Regions from separate parts of the Mus musculus genome. Here all the other regions are linked to region 2. The links are chromatin contacts, called in public HiChIP or PLAC-seq maps. All regions are on one chromosome and are shown on one strand. The core of a region is the stretch at or near the end of the contact, and the rest is flanking DNA. Distances in the headings are between cores, read along the strand shown. Region 1 holds the start of Rpl24 (ribosomal protein L24). Region 2 overlaps Tbc1d23 (TBC1 domain family, member 23). Region 3 holds the start of Pcnp (PEST proteolytic signal containing nuclear protein).

The links. HiChIP or PLAC-seq counts read pairs in DNA pulled down with a chosen protein or histone mark.
Region 1: an H3K27ac HiChIP or PLAC-seq map of bone marrow-derived dendritic cells shows a contact between it and region 2, with 18 times the contacts expected there. The contact joins the promoter of Rpl24 here to the enhancer-like site in region 2. A contact is called at or near these places in 6 of 39 promoter capture datasets (the C10 cell line, the HPC-7 cell line, embryonic stem cells and 3 more), 3 of 115 datasets of contacts at active chromatin or transcription factors (astrocytes, bone marrow-derived dendritic cells and pro-B cells) and 1 of 9 other capture datasets (liver).
Region 3: an H3K27ac HiChIP or PLAC-seq map of bone marrow-derived dendritic cells shows a contact between it and region 2, with 12 times the contacts expected there. The contact joins the promoter of Pcnp here to the enhancer-like site in region 2. A contact is called at or near these places in 2 of 39 promoter capture datasets (liver and neutrophils) and 2 of 115 datasets of contacts at active chromatin or transcription factors (bone marrow-derived dendritic cells and forebrain).

Annotation. Positions count from the first base shown.
Region 1 is chr16:55,964,835-55,968,554 of GRCm38.p6, reverse strand. It overlaps Rpl24 (ribosomal protein L24), which reads right to left and starts at 2,280. Exons shown (of 6, transcript NM_024218.4): 1 at 2,117-2,280; 2 at 1,933-2,008; 3 at 1,385-1,495. The coding sequence starts at 2,121. It overlaps Gm6958 (MLV-related proviral Env polyprotein-like), which reads right to left. Exons shown (of 1, transcript XM_001480210.4): 1 at 3,507-3,720.
Region 2 is chr16:57,187,773-57,191,691 of GRCm38.p6, reverse strand. Tbc1d23 (TBC1 domain family, member 23) reads left to right here. Exons shown (of 19, transcript NM_001358433.1): 10 at 126-218; 11 at 2,260-2,430. Among named protein-coding and RNA genes, the nearest start is that of Gm16892, 22 kb to the right of the region's middle. Within about 2 kb of position 2,036, at least 93 of the 459 cell types and tissues checked have an H3K27ac peak or open chromatin away from gene starts, as enhancers often do. A contact at or near this core is called in the HPC-7 cell line and bone marrow-derived dendritic cells, where this site is marked.
Region 3 is chr16:56,028,228-56,032,088 of GRCm38.p6, reverse strand. It overlaps Pcnp (PEST proteolytic signal containing nuclear protein), which reads left to right and starts at 2,372. Exons shown (of 5, transcript NM_001024622.2): 1 at 2,372-2,486. The coding sequence starts at 2,423.

The DNA.
Region 1 (3,720 bases), core at 1,031-3,530, 1.2 Mb after region 2:
GAAAATAACTTTCAGGGTAGAAGAGAAATGGGGCTGCTTTTTAGATTTGGGTCCTGTCACCAAAATTTATTATATATATATATATATATATATATATATATATATATATATTTAATTTTAAGCATTCAACTGATTGTAACCACCTTTTTTGGAAATAGGATTGATTTTACTTTGTAGCCTTAGTTGGTGGCACACGCCTTTAATTCTGGTACTTGGGAGGCAGAGGCAGGCGATTTCTGAGTTTGAGGCCAGTCTGGTCTACAGAGTGAGTTCCAGGACAGCCAGGGCTACACAAGAAACCCTGTCTCATATGTATCAAAAGATGGCCTAGTCGGCCATCACTGCAAAGAGAGGCCCATTGGACTTGCAAACTTTATATGCCCCAGTACAGGGGAACGCCAGGGCCAAAAAGGGGGAGTGGGTGGGTAGGGGAGTGAGGGGTTGGTGGGTATGGGGGACTTTTGGTATAGCATTGGAAATGTAAATGAGCTAAATACCTAATAAAAAATGGGGGAAAAAAAAAGAAACCCTGTCTCGAGAAAAAAACAAAAAACAAAACTAAACAAACAAAAAGTCAATTCTACTGCCTCAGCATTCCAAGAGTTCGATAACAGATTTGTTGGGTACCTGCTTTCAATACTTAGAATGGAATTGCCAGATGTTAAGAACACAAAAAAAATTTTTTAACAGTTGTCAACCTGATCTATGAGTAACCCTGTCTAAAAAAACCAAAATAAATAACATTTTGAGTTAATTAAAAGGTTTACAACAGCTGTATCATTTTATTCTAGGATTTCTGTTTCTCTACATCTTCACACCTCTAAGATTCCCTCCCCCCATTTATTCATCCAAAAGGATCTAATAAATATAATTCATCTTTCTTTTCACTAACTCTGTACTGCGTGCTCTGCTTTGGGAAACAAGGTTTTATGTAGCCTAGGCTGACTTTGAACTACTGATCCTCCTGCTTCTACCTCCCAGACACTGGCATTACATGAGTGGGCCACCATGCCCACTTAACATATTTCACATCTGGGACCACTGTTTACTATAATACCCAGCTAGAATCTATTTAACGAGGCTCACACATGCCAAGCCTAACTATTAGCTGTTGTCCTAGCACCACACCTCCACCCAGAGCAACACCTACCATCCCCTAAGGGCCTCTTCAACCCAAAATGAAGCTTACAGAGAGGAATCATTTCAAATTTCAACACACAGCTTGGAAGGCTATGGTACCCAAGGCCACACTAACAAGTTCTGCTACTGTCTGATGGTTTAGTTCAAGAGCACATTGCATAGTTTTGTTTAACCAAAATTTAACCTGGCAAAATCTGACAGTGTAACTTTAAAAGAGGCTACTAGCAAGCTGCATTCCACTTACCGACTGCCCTTTCTTGTGTTTCCTTCTGTAGAGGACAGTCCAGTTTATCTGCCGAGGATTCCTTTTGGAAAGGAATGCTGACTCACATTTTGCATTAAGAAACTGGAAAACCTGCAGTTAACAAATTCAAATTAGTCATCCTTTTACACAAAGTGGAGACTGACGTCCTCCTCCAGCTTTATTCTACTTCTCTCTTCTCAATATATAAATATATAAAGGAGGCAAGAGACCTCTTTGTGACACAAATGACAGGGTGGCATCAATGCTACAGTCTTCTCAGGAGCCGAAAAATCTACACTAGTCGCAAAGGGTCGGGTGGCGCTAAACTCAAAGAAATCTGGCTCTGAGCCCTCTCCGACTCCAAAAGACCTGAAGCCCATTTCCCTTTCCCATTGGTTACATACAGCACTCATTTCCAGCCTGGTTTACACACCATCCATATTCCCTCAAGTTTCCCATCCCACACGCGGTCCCGGGGCCTTCGGGGAGAGAGGACCGTCCTTCTACTCCCAGCGTCCCGAGCCGCGCTCGGCCCAGCCGGCCTTTACCTTCCCGTCGGTCCTGGCGTAGCGCCGCCCGTGTCCCGGGTAGATCTTGTACCCGCTGAAACTGCACAGCTCGACCCTGGAAGGAAAAGGCGAAGCTCGTTAGTATGTGCGCTGCAAAGAGGAGCCATCCCCGGTAGCTCGGCCTCAGGATGGAGGCGGATTGGGACACCGGGCGCCCGCTTACTTCATGGTGATAGATGTCGGCCTGCCGGGGTAAAGATGGCGAAGAGAAAGAAAGAATCATGGGAGAACCTTATAGGGCAGAGGGAGAGAATCTCCTCCCTAAATTCCCTTCCTTGACCCCGGCGCCCAGAGATGATGTCACTTCCGAGCGCCCAGTCTGTTTCCTAGCAACAGCTTTCTTCCTACAGCATTGGCGGGGAGTGGGTTTGAGGTGTTCGTTTAAGGTCCAAGTTGGTTCTTGGCTTGGGTTCTGTGCCATTTTATTTCCTCCAGGCTAGTGTTCTAGAATCTAAAGCCAGCATTTCGCAGGATTTAATAAACAAGAGACAAGGATGTTCTACGTGTCTTTCCTCCTCTTACGAAGCCCAGACCAGTTTTTATCTCGCAGGTAAAACCTGAAGGTCACTTTTTGCATTTGGCTTTGGATTATTCCTTGAAACAAAAATAAATCGTAGCGGCCTGCCGGGCAGTGGTGCCGCACGCCTTTAATCCCAGCACTTGGGAGGCAGAGGCAGGTGGATTTCTGAGTTCAAGGCCAGCCTGGTCTACAAAGTGAGTTCCAGGACAGCCAGGGCTGCACAGAGAAACCCTGTCTCGAAAAACCAAAAAAAAAAAAAAAGAAAAAGAAAGAAAAAAATCGTAGCGGCCGACAGCGTGGCCCAGGGATAGCACGAGTGGTACGCAAAACCCTGAATTAAATCCCCACCTCCAAAAAATATTAGAGCCCGCCACTGTGGGGCAAGCTTTTAATCTCAGCTCTCTGAAGACGCACTGGCAGGCTGGTCTACATAGTAGTAAGAGTTCCAACGGTACATAAATAGTGACCCCCTGTATCAAAAACTAAAAGTAATTAATCACTAGTTCAAATAGATTGCCAACACTTGTAATACGAGCACTCAGGAACTAAGGCGGGACTACTACAAGTTTGAGGCCAGCCTTGGTTACAGTGTGAGACCCTGTCTCAAAACCTGAAGTTACGAGTTGGAAAGGTGAGCAGGTTAAGAATACATACAACTATTGAAGACGACCAGAGTTCAGCCACCTGTAACTCCAGCTAGCTGCCTGACCCCGAACTCATGAGTGTACTTACATACACACACACACACACACACACACACACACACAAACACACACACACACAGGCAAAAAAAGAAAAAAAGAAAAAGAAAAAAAAAAAAAAAGAAAAGCTATGCTAGCCAGCCGGTGGAGGCACAGCCTTAATCCCAGAAGAGTCAGGCTGGTCACTAAGACTTTTGAGGCCAGCCTCGCCCACAGGGAGTTACAAGACATCCAAGGCTACACACAGACCTTGTCTCTAAAAACCGAAAATAAAATAAAGGAAAAATAAAGTTATTTTATGGGGCTGGAGAGATGGCTCAGCAGTTAGGAGCGCTGGCAACTCGTCCAAAGGACCTGACTTCAATTCCCAGTACCCAGACGGCAACTCAATAACTGTAAATCCAGTTCCAGGGGACCTGGCACCTTCTCATAGACATACATACAGGCAAAACACCAATGAACGTAAAAATAAATAAATCTTAAGAAGAAAGAAAAGCTATTTTAGGGCCTGGAAAGATGTTTCAGCTTGTAAGAGCACTTGTTGAA
Region 2 (3,919 bases), core at 787-3,286:
CCATTTAAAAACAGCCTGTCCCCCCCTCCCCCCCCACCCCCTTTTTGGTTTCTTTTTTACTATCTGGTTGTATGGTGTGAACTTCATGTCTAATCCCACAATGCCACATGTTGTTGCCTTTTTAGGAAGGAGTCCGGTTCTTCGTGGTGGACTGCCGTCCTGCGGAGCAGTACAATGCTGGGCATTTGGCAACCGCGTTCCACCTAGACTCAGACTTGGTTAGTCGATGTGCACGTCGGATGTTTTGGGAGAGACGGGGTGGATCTCCCTCTGGCTTCTAGCTAGATCTACGTGACCCAATGGGGTGCTGTCTTCTGGCAGCTGCCCTGTGGGAGGGGCTTGAGGTCCCTTTTCTTCTAGGGGCAGTTGTCATAAAGTGACGTCTGTTAACTGTGGCTCACGCTCCTCCCATTATTATGTCAGTAAATTCTACACTCGCTGTGAGCTATCTCCCAGGTAGATCACTTAGCATTGTGCCTTGCACCTTGTAAGTACTGTAGAAATAGGAGCTCTTAGCATAATTGGATAAGAATCCTATAAGTTTTTGCTATAAGACATTTTTAAAGTTTATGAGTATTTTTATAACTAATATGCAGGCAATGTTGTATCTGACATATAATTGCTCAGTTGTTAAAGTCACCGTAGCCTAGGGTAACTCCCATTGTAGAATGAGTAAAGTAAATATGATCATAAGAGGCGCTTAGAGCTGTTGAGGCACGGAGACTGGCGCCATGTAAGCCTCTCTAAGGTTAAAGCCTCAGAGGTGGGGGACAGCTGAATAGGGAGGTGCCCTCCACCCCCACCCCTCCCCCACCCCCTCCCCTCCAGCTGAATACACAGCCTTCCCTCCTCATTCATCTTGTCTAGAGATAGTGGTCCTGGAGCCGGAAGGCTAGGTGGTATGGAGAGGAAACTAACAGAAAATGAAGGTCCTACTTAGAATTTGGACATCGGGTGAGAAAGGACCTGCTAGCCTGTCTGTGTCCTCTGAGTGAGAGCTGTGCCTGCCCCTGCTTTTTCTCATGATTCATGGGTACCTTCCTTTTCATCAGTTAACGTTGCAGAGAATATGCTGAATCAGCTGTCATCAGCTTGCTCAGTCTTCACCTTGAATACATACTCTTTCTTTGCCACGTTACCTTTGCTTCGTGGTTTCTTGGGACCTTTCCCTTTAAGTACGTTCCCTTTAATGTTTCACAGAGGGCCATGGTGCAGCAACGATCATAGTTTGTTGTTCGGTGAATGTATACTTAGTTTACTCTCAGTTTTGTTAGGAAGCTGGTGATGAAAACTTTACACGTATTTTGTGTCGTTTTCCAAATAGCTCTGTAAAGAGACTCTTTAAAGTAGAATAATTGGGTTGGGGGATGTGGCTTTAAAAAGCCTGACGATCCTATACCTCAGTACTGGCTCCGTAATGCTCTGTGTCATCAGCATTCCTGGGCGTTATCAGTCATGGGTTTTTGTTTGTTTTCTAGAATAGACTGAAAATAGAGGTAAGCAAGCAAGGAGAAAACTCCTTTCCTCTCTTCTTGAAGTTGCTTTTTCCTTGGGTGGAGAGCTGTCTGAGAGGTTAGGCGCACACGCTGGTCTTGTAGAGAACCTGAGTTTGTTTCTCAGCACCCACGTGATGCTCATAGCAGCCTTTAACTCCAGTTCCAGAGGCTCTGATCCCTCATGTAGCCACTCAGACATAACAATCTTCAAAACTATTAAATTGCTCTTCTCTCTGATCTGCCCGTTTTTCTCCTGGATTTTTTTGCTGTATGGGATTTTAGTAATGAGAGCTTAGAGTTTTTGTAGTTTTTGGTATACTTACTTCATTGAAGGTGAGGAATGGGTTTTGATTTTTGTTTTATCAATACCTAAAGAAAATGGTAAGTAAATGGTCTCTACTGTTTCTGATGTCTTCTAAGACATACGTGGACTGCCTTGTAAGAGGAAACGGAAAAGCAGAACTGTTTGAATCTGTCCTTGTTATTTCCTCTGTTCAGAACTAAACTGTGTCATCATGACTCAGGACTACTGTAGCTGGGCAGTGGTCCATGTGAAACAGTTCTTCCTTCTGATTGAGGAGTGTTTGTCTCAGCCTTTGTTCCAATATATACATAAACATATCCCTGGAATTTTACTTATTTATGCCTTTTCATTTTCCATCCCTTTAATGCTTGGTTTTTAATGTTGGTAATTTGCATGGATGTAGTTTCCGGTTTTACAAATACATGCTTGCCAAGTTTCTAATTTTTTAAAATAATCTAGATGCTCCAGAATCCATCTGAGTTTGCACAGTCAGTAAAGTCCTTGCTAGAAGCACAGAAACAGTCCATTGAGTCTGGCTCCATAGCAGGCGGGGAGCACCTCTGTTTTATGGGCAGTGGCAGAGAGGAAGAAGACATGTACATGAACATGGTCCTCGCACACTTCTTACAGGTATGTTCACGTTGATTAGTCCGTCTTGTTTGCTCGTGGCTGACACCGTGGAGAAATCCACAGCTAGTGTTCTTTTACTTTTATATCCATGTATCCATATATTTTGTAAGCTTCTCAATTTTATATCTTAACATCTTTTTCTCAATATTTTTCTTACATGCTCATATGATACTATTTTAATTATGTTTTAAACCATATGGAATCTATTTTCATGTAGGAAGTGAGGTAGGAAAATTACTGTGCCATTTATCACTGTGTTGATGAGTTTTCTTTTTTTTATTATATTCTTTCTTTATTTACATTTCAAATATTATTCCCTTTTCTGGTTTCCCCTCTGAAAACCCCCTATTCCACCGCCCCCCCCACACTAACCCCCCCACACCTACTTCCTGGTCCTGGCATTCCCCTACACTGGGGCATAGAGCCTTCACAAGACCAAGGGCCTCTCCTCCCATCGATAACCAACTAGGCCATCCTCTGCTACATATGCAGCTAGAGCCACGAGTCCTACCATGTGTTTTCTTTGGTTGGTGGTTTAGTCCTAGGGAGCTCTGTGGGTACTGGTTAGTTCATATTGATGATCCTCCTATGGGGCTGCAAACCCCTTCAACGCCTTGGGTCCTTTCTCTAGCTCCTTCACTGGGGACCCTGTGCTCAGTCCAGTGGTTGGCTGCAAGCATCCACTTCTGTATTTGTCAGGTACTGGTGGAGCCTCTCAGGAGACAGCTATATCAGGCTCCTGTCAGCAGGCTCTTGTTGGCATCTACAATAGTGTCTGGGTTTGGTGATTGTATATGAATGGATCCCCAGGTGGGGCAGTCTCTGGATGGTCATTCTTTCAGTCTCTGCTCCACACTTTGTTTCTATAACTCCTGCCATGGGTAATTTGTTCCTCCTTCTCAGAAGGATCAAAGTATCCACACTTTGGTCTTCCTTCTTCTTGAGTTTCATGTGGTTTGTGAATTGTATCTTGGGTATTCTGAGCTTCTGGGCTAATATCCACTTATCAGTGAGTGCATTCCATGTGTGTTCTTTTGAGATTGGGTTACCTCACTCAAGATGATATTTTCTAGTTCTCACCTAAGAATTTTATAAATTCATTGTTTTTAATTGCTGAGTAGTACTCCATTGTATAAAAATGTGTCACATTTTCTGTATCCATTCCTCTGTTGAGGGACATCTGGATTCTTTCCAGCTCCTGGTTGTTATAAATAAGGCTGCGATGAACATAGTGGAGCATGTGTCCTTATTACATGTTGGAGCATCTTCTGGCTATATGCCCAGGAATAGTATTAGTGGGTCCTCATGTAGTACTATGTCCAATTTTCTGAGGAACTGCCAAACTGATTTCCAGAGTGGTTGTACCAGCATATAATCACACCACAATGGAGAAGTGTTCCTCTTTCTCCACATCCTAGCCAGCATCTGGATTTCTCTGTGCTCAGGATGTATTCTCAGATTACTCTGTTGTATTACTCGTTTTTGCTTC
Region 3 (3,861 bases), core at 1,123-3,622, 1.2 Mb after region 2:
TGGTATATCTTTGGCTTTGAGCTCACTGACACCCACATACCTCTGCCTCCCAAGTGCTGGTATTAATGGCACAAGAAATGTGAGAATCGTAAATACTATCCTCTAAAGCCATATAGGAGACATGGTGAACCAAGCAGGAGTTAAATACTACTATACGACAGTTTCCTGGTCACTTACATATAATTATGTGCTAAACAGTGAACTGAATGGGTAAGTGCTCCCCATCTCTACTTGAAGCCTGAGTTATTCATTCACAGATACCGAACAGCTTTCGTGTAGGTAACCACCAATACAAGGTGCTATGAAATGTGGCTGCTTTTTAGTTTTAATTTTTTGTGCCTATATGCTGATGTGTGTGTACATGTGGGTATGCACACATGTGTCGTTGGACTGTCTTAGTTATCTTGAGTTGTGTTTTCACTATGTAGACTAAGCTGCCTTTAAGATCCACCTGAGTGAGATTAAAGGCATGGCCACCATCCCTGGTGCCACTTTAACTTTTGATACAACCTGGAGGTGGCCGACTTGGCTGGACTGGCTGGCCAGCAAACCCCAGGGGACCTCCTGTCTCAGCCTCTCCCTCTCTGGCACTAGGATGACTGGCACCCCAGCTTTATGTGAATACTAGGGATCCAAACTCTGATCTTGAGATAACCGGATGATTCAGTATAGCCACTGTTACCAACATCCATGTTTCTCTGTTCTGTTGTTTTAGTTTGGGGGTAGGCCCTCATGGAGCTCAGGCAGGTACTGAAATGGCTGTGTAGCTAAGGATGATACCTTTATCCCATGATCACCTGTTGAAGGGGTACTAGCATTTATTTGGATACAGGGTCTCCCATACCCCAGGCTGATCCTATCTCCACTTCCCAAGTACTGGAATTAGACATATGTGCCACCACTTCATTATGCAGTGTTGGAGATGAAACCCACCATGGGTTTTGCACGTTAGGCAATCACTTGGCCAACTGAGGTACAACCAACAGTCCACTGATATTTTATGGAGAAGTAAAAGCAGGTCTGTGGACAGCAACACTCAATGTTGCTTGGAGGACAGAATGAACTATATTCTCTAATACTGGGTGTATATTACAGGCTAGGAATTGACCAAATTTGGGCAGAGGAATGAGTATAGAGAAAAAGAAGTAAGAAACAGATGAGGCTGTAGCATACTTGATGCATGGATTTCATTGACACTAAATGAATCTACTAAAGGTTTCTAGGAGAGGCAGGACTTAACAGGTGTTTCCAATCTGGAAGAGACGAGTCCTGTATTTTACTGTTGAGTATAAGACAAGTGCTGGTGCTAGCACAGAGGCAGGGAACGCTACAAGACAACTCTTGTGCTGTTCATTGTGTCCATGAAGGTTAAGAGACAAGACTGGCACTAGCTTTTATGATAAAACTCTGTCGGATACTTTTACCTTGAAAGAATAGGGCGATTTAACCAGCAGACAGTTTTACTCCAGACAGTTTTATAGGAGTAAAGAAAACTCCTTGAAAAACACCAAGAAGTGAATAACTTCTAATTCAAAGCAATTCCGAACGTTGAAGCTGGGCTGGGGCGTATTTTAAACGTTATTAGAGAAGGGATGAGTGGAATAGGGTAGATACAAAGCCGACATCTCCAAACTGCAGTAGAGCAAACTACCCTTCTCCGTAAGAAAGACAGCTCCTGCCCTTCGGAGTGTAGCCGGGGATTTTGTTTGTTTTTTATGTATTTTTTTTTAAACAGGTGTTTGAATATATGCAAGTGAGTGTGAACTCTTAGTAGTCGGATTTCTGGAACTGGAGTTATCAGTTAACTGTAGACCACCCAACTGGGAATTGAACTGTCCTCTGAAACAGCAGGAAGCGCCCTTGACCTCCACGTATACCTATTTCTGCTTTTAATGTTTGCTTGCTTGCTACAACTCTCACGCTGAATTTTTCACGAATGCAAAAGCCGCGGAAATTTCTTCCGCCCCAATTTCCGTAAGGCTCTACGACGTGATCTTCCATAAGTCTCTTTTCGGTGTCATTGCACAAATGGAAACGATAATTGCACACCGGACCGCACTGGACGGTGTCAACACTAAGACAGCGTCCGTTAACTGCTGACGTTTCTCTGTAAGAACACAGCCCTATCCCGTAAAATGAAGGACCAGCCGCGACCACCGCTGAGCGTGGAAGCACCTAGGATTGAACCCACCGTTCCACGATCGGTGAGTCCGTACTAACCCGGACGTGCCATCCCACCGCCCAGTCCTCCATAGCCGTCACCACACACCTCGTTCCAGCCAACGACGTCACATCCGTCCCCGTCTCGGGTTCCAGGTCCTCTCTAGGCTGCGGCCTCGCTGGCCCGCCCGAAGCTTTGTGGTTGCTGGGCGGGGCCGTGACGTTCTTGCCCGGGCTGCAGGGGGAGGCCGCGGCGAGGAAGATGGCGGACGGGAAGGCGGGAGAGGAGAAGCCAGAGAAGCCGCAGCGAGCCGGAGCCGCCGGAGGTGAACACAACCCCAGCGTCGCGGGCTACGGGGGCTACTCCGGCCTTTCTTTGGGGTTCCCAGGGCGGGTTGGGGGGCTTTCCGGCATCGCAGGAGCCGGCGGAGCTGGCGCTCGCCCGGCCAGGGGCTGGGCCCTGATGAGTGCCGGGCACGCCCGGTGTGGCCCGCGGGGGAGATCGAGGTCCGCGTCGCCTAATCAGAGAGGCCGCCGGTTACCACCGGGCGGTGCGAAGGGAGGTGGGAGCTTGGCCCGGGAGTCCGAACAGCAGAGAGCTCAGGGCCCGCTGCGCACTCAGGCCGCCGCACGAGCGCCGAGCCGCCGCGGGCACTGGCCGCATGCCGGCTTTCCGAGGTCGCCGGCCTCTCGGTTACACGTAACGAGGGTTGATGCTCTCTTTTTCGCTGCGGAGGTGGAAGACCCCAGCCCACTCTCTGCTGTATTTTCAGACATAACATTTATAAACCCTGCGATGGCATAAGTCGAGGCGATGCAGGGGAGAGGGGAATCTGGCTCAAGCAGCAAACGCTTGAAATTAGGGTTTGATTCGCTTTCTTTCCGGTATCTTTCTTAGGCTGCCAGCAGCGGAGTCTATGTCAGATATTTCGTTGGCGTGGTAGGAAGGTGTGATCTTCCTGTAATTTGTCGCGAAATTAAACTCAGATTATAGCTATCTTTTCGTTCCTCCTACCCCCGTAATTTTTGATGGTGTACATAAAGGAAAAGAAATGCGTAGTCTCTTTTCCCCTACGCCCTTTTGTCGGAAGGATAATTAGCACATGCTTAGAATGTTTTAGCCTTTCACTGTTCTGGCTTTCTTCGGGCTTATCCTTGAAATACTTAAATGTGAGAACATATAGGTTCAGTATCGCATAAAGGCCAAAAGTAGGGTCTACCAAGTTTGTTAATTGCCGAACACCCCCGCCCCCACCCCACCCCCGGTTTGAGCTAGGAGCTCATTTAGCTCTGGCTTCCTGAGTACTGGAATTACAAGCCACGGCCACTTTCTCAGGTCTCTTCCTCATTTTGTTTTTTTTTAAAAATAAACTAGTAAAATAGCTAATGATTTTAGTTCTTACTTTAGACCTTCTATATGTTAAAAGTAGTTTGAGGAAAAACTATAGCCTAAAGTATCTTGGGGTGGCCTTGAACTTAAGGTCCTTTTGCCTTGACTGAGAACATCGTTTTAAGGTACTGCTAAAATGTACCTTAAACGTCTAAAGAAATTCGTGTGTATGTATGCAGTGTACTTGCCACCCTTTCAGTTGAGGGACATTCTGTCCTGTGAATAATATTTCCATCTTAACAGTGTTGGGGTTACATTGATTATTTTATGTTGGTAACTTAAAATAGCAGCCCTTTTCTTCATAATTTGCC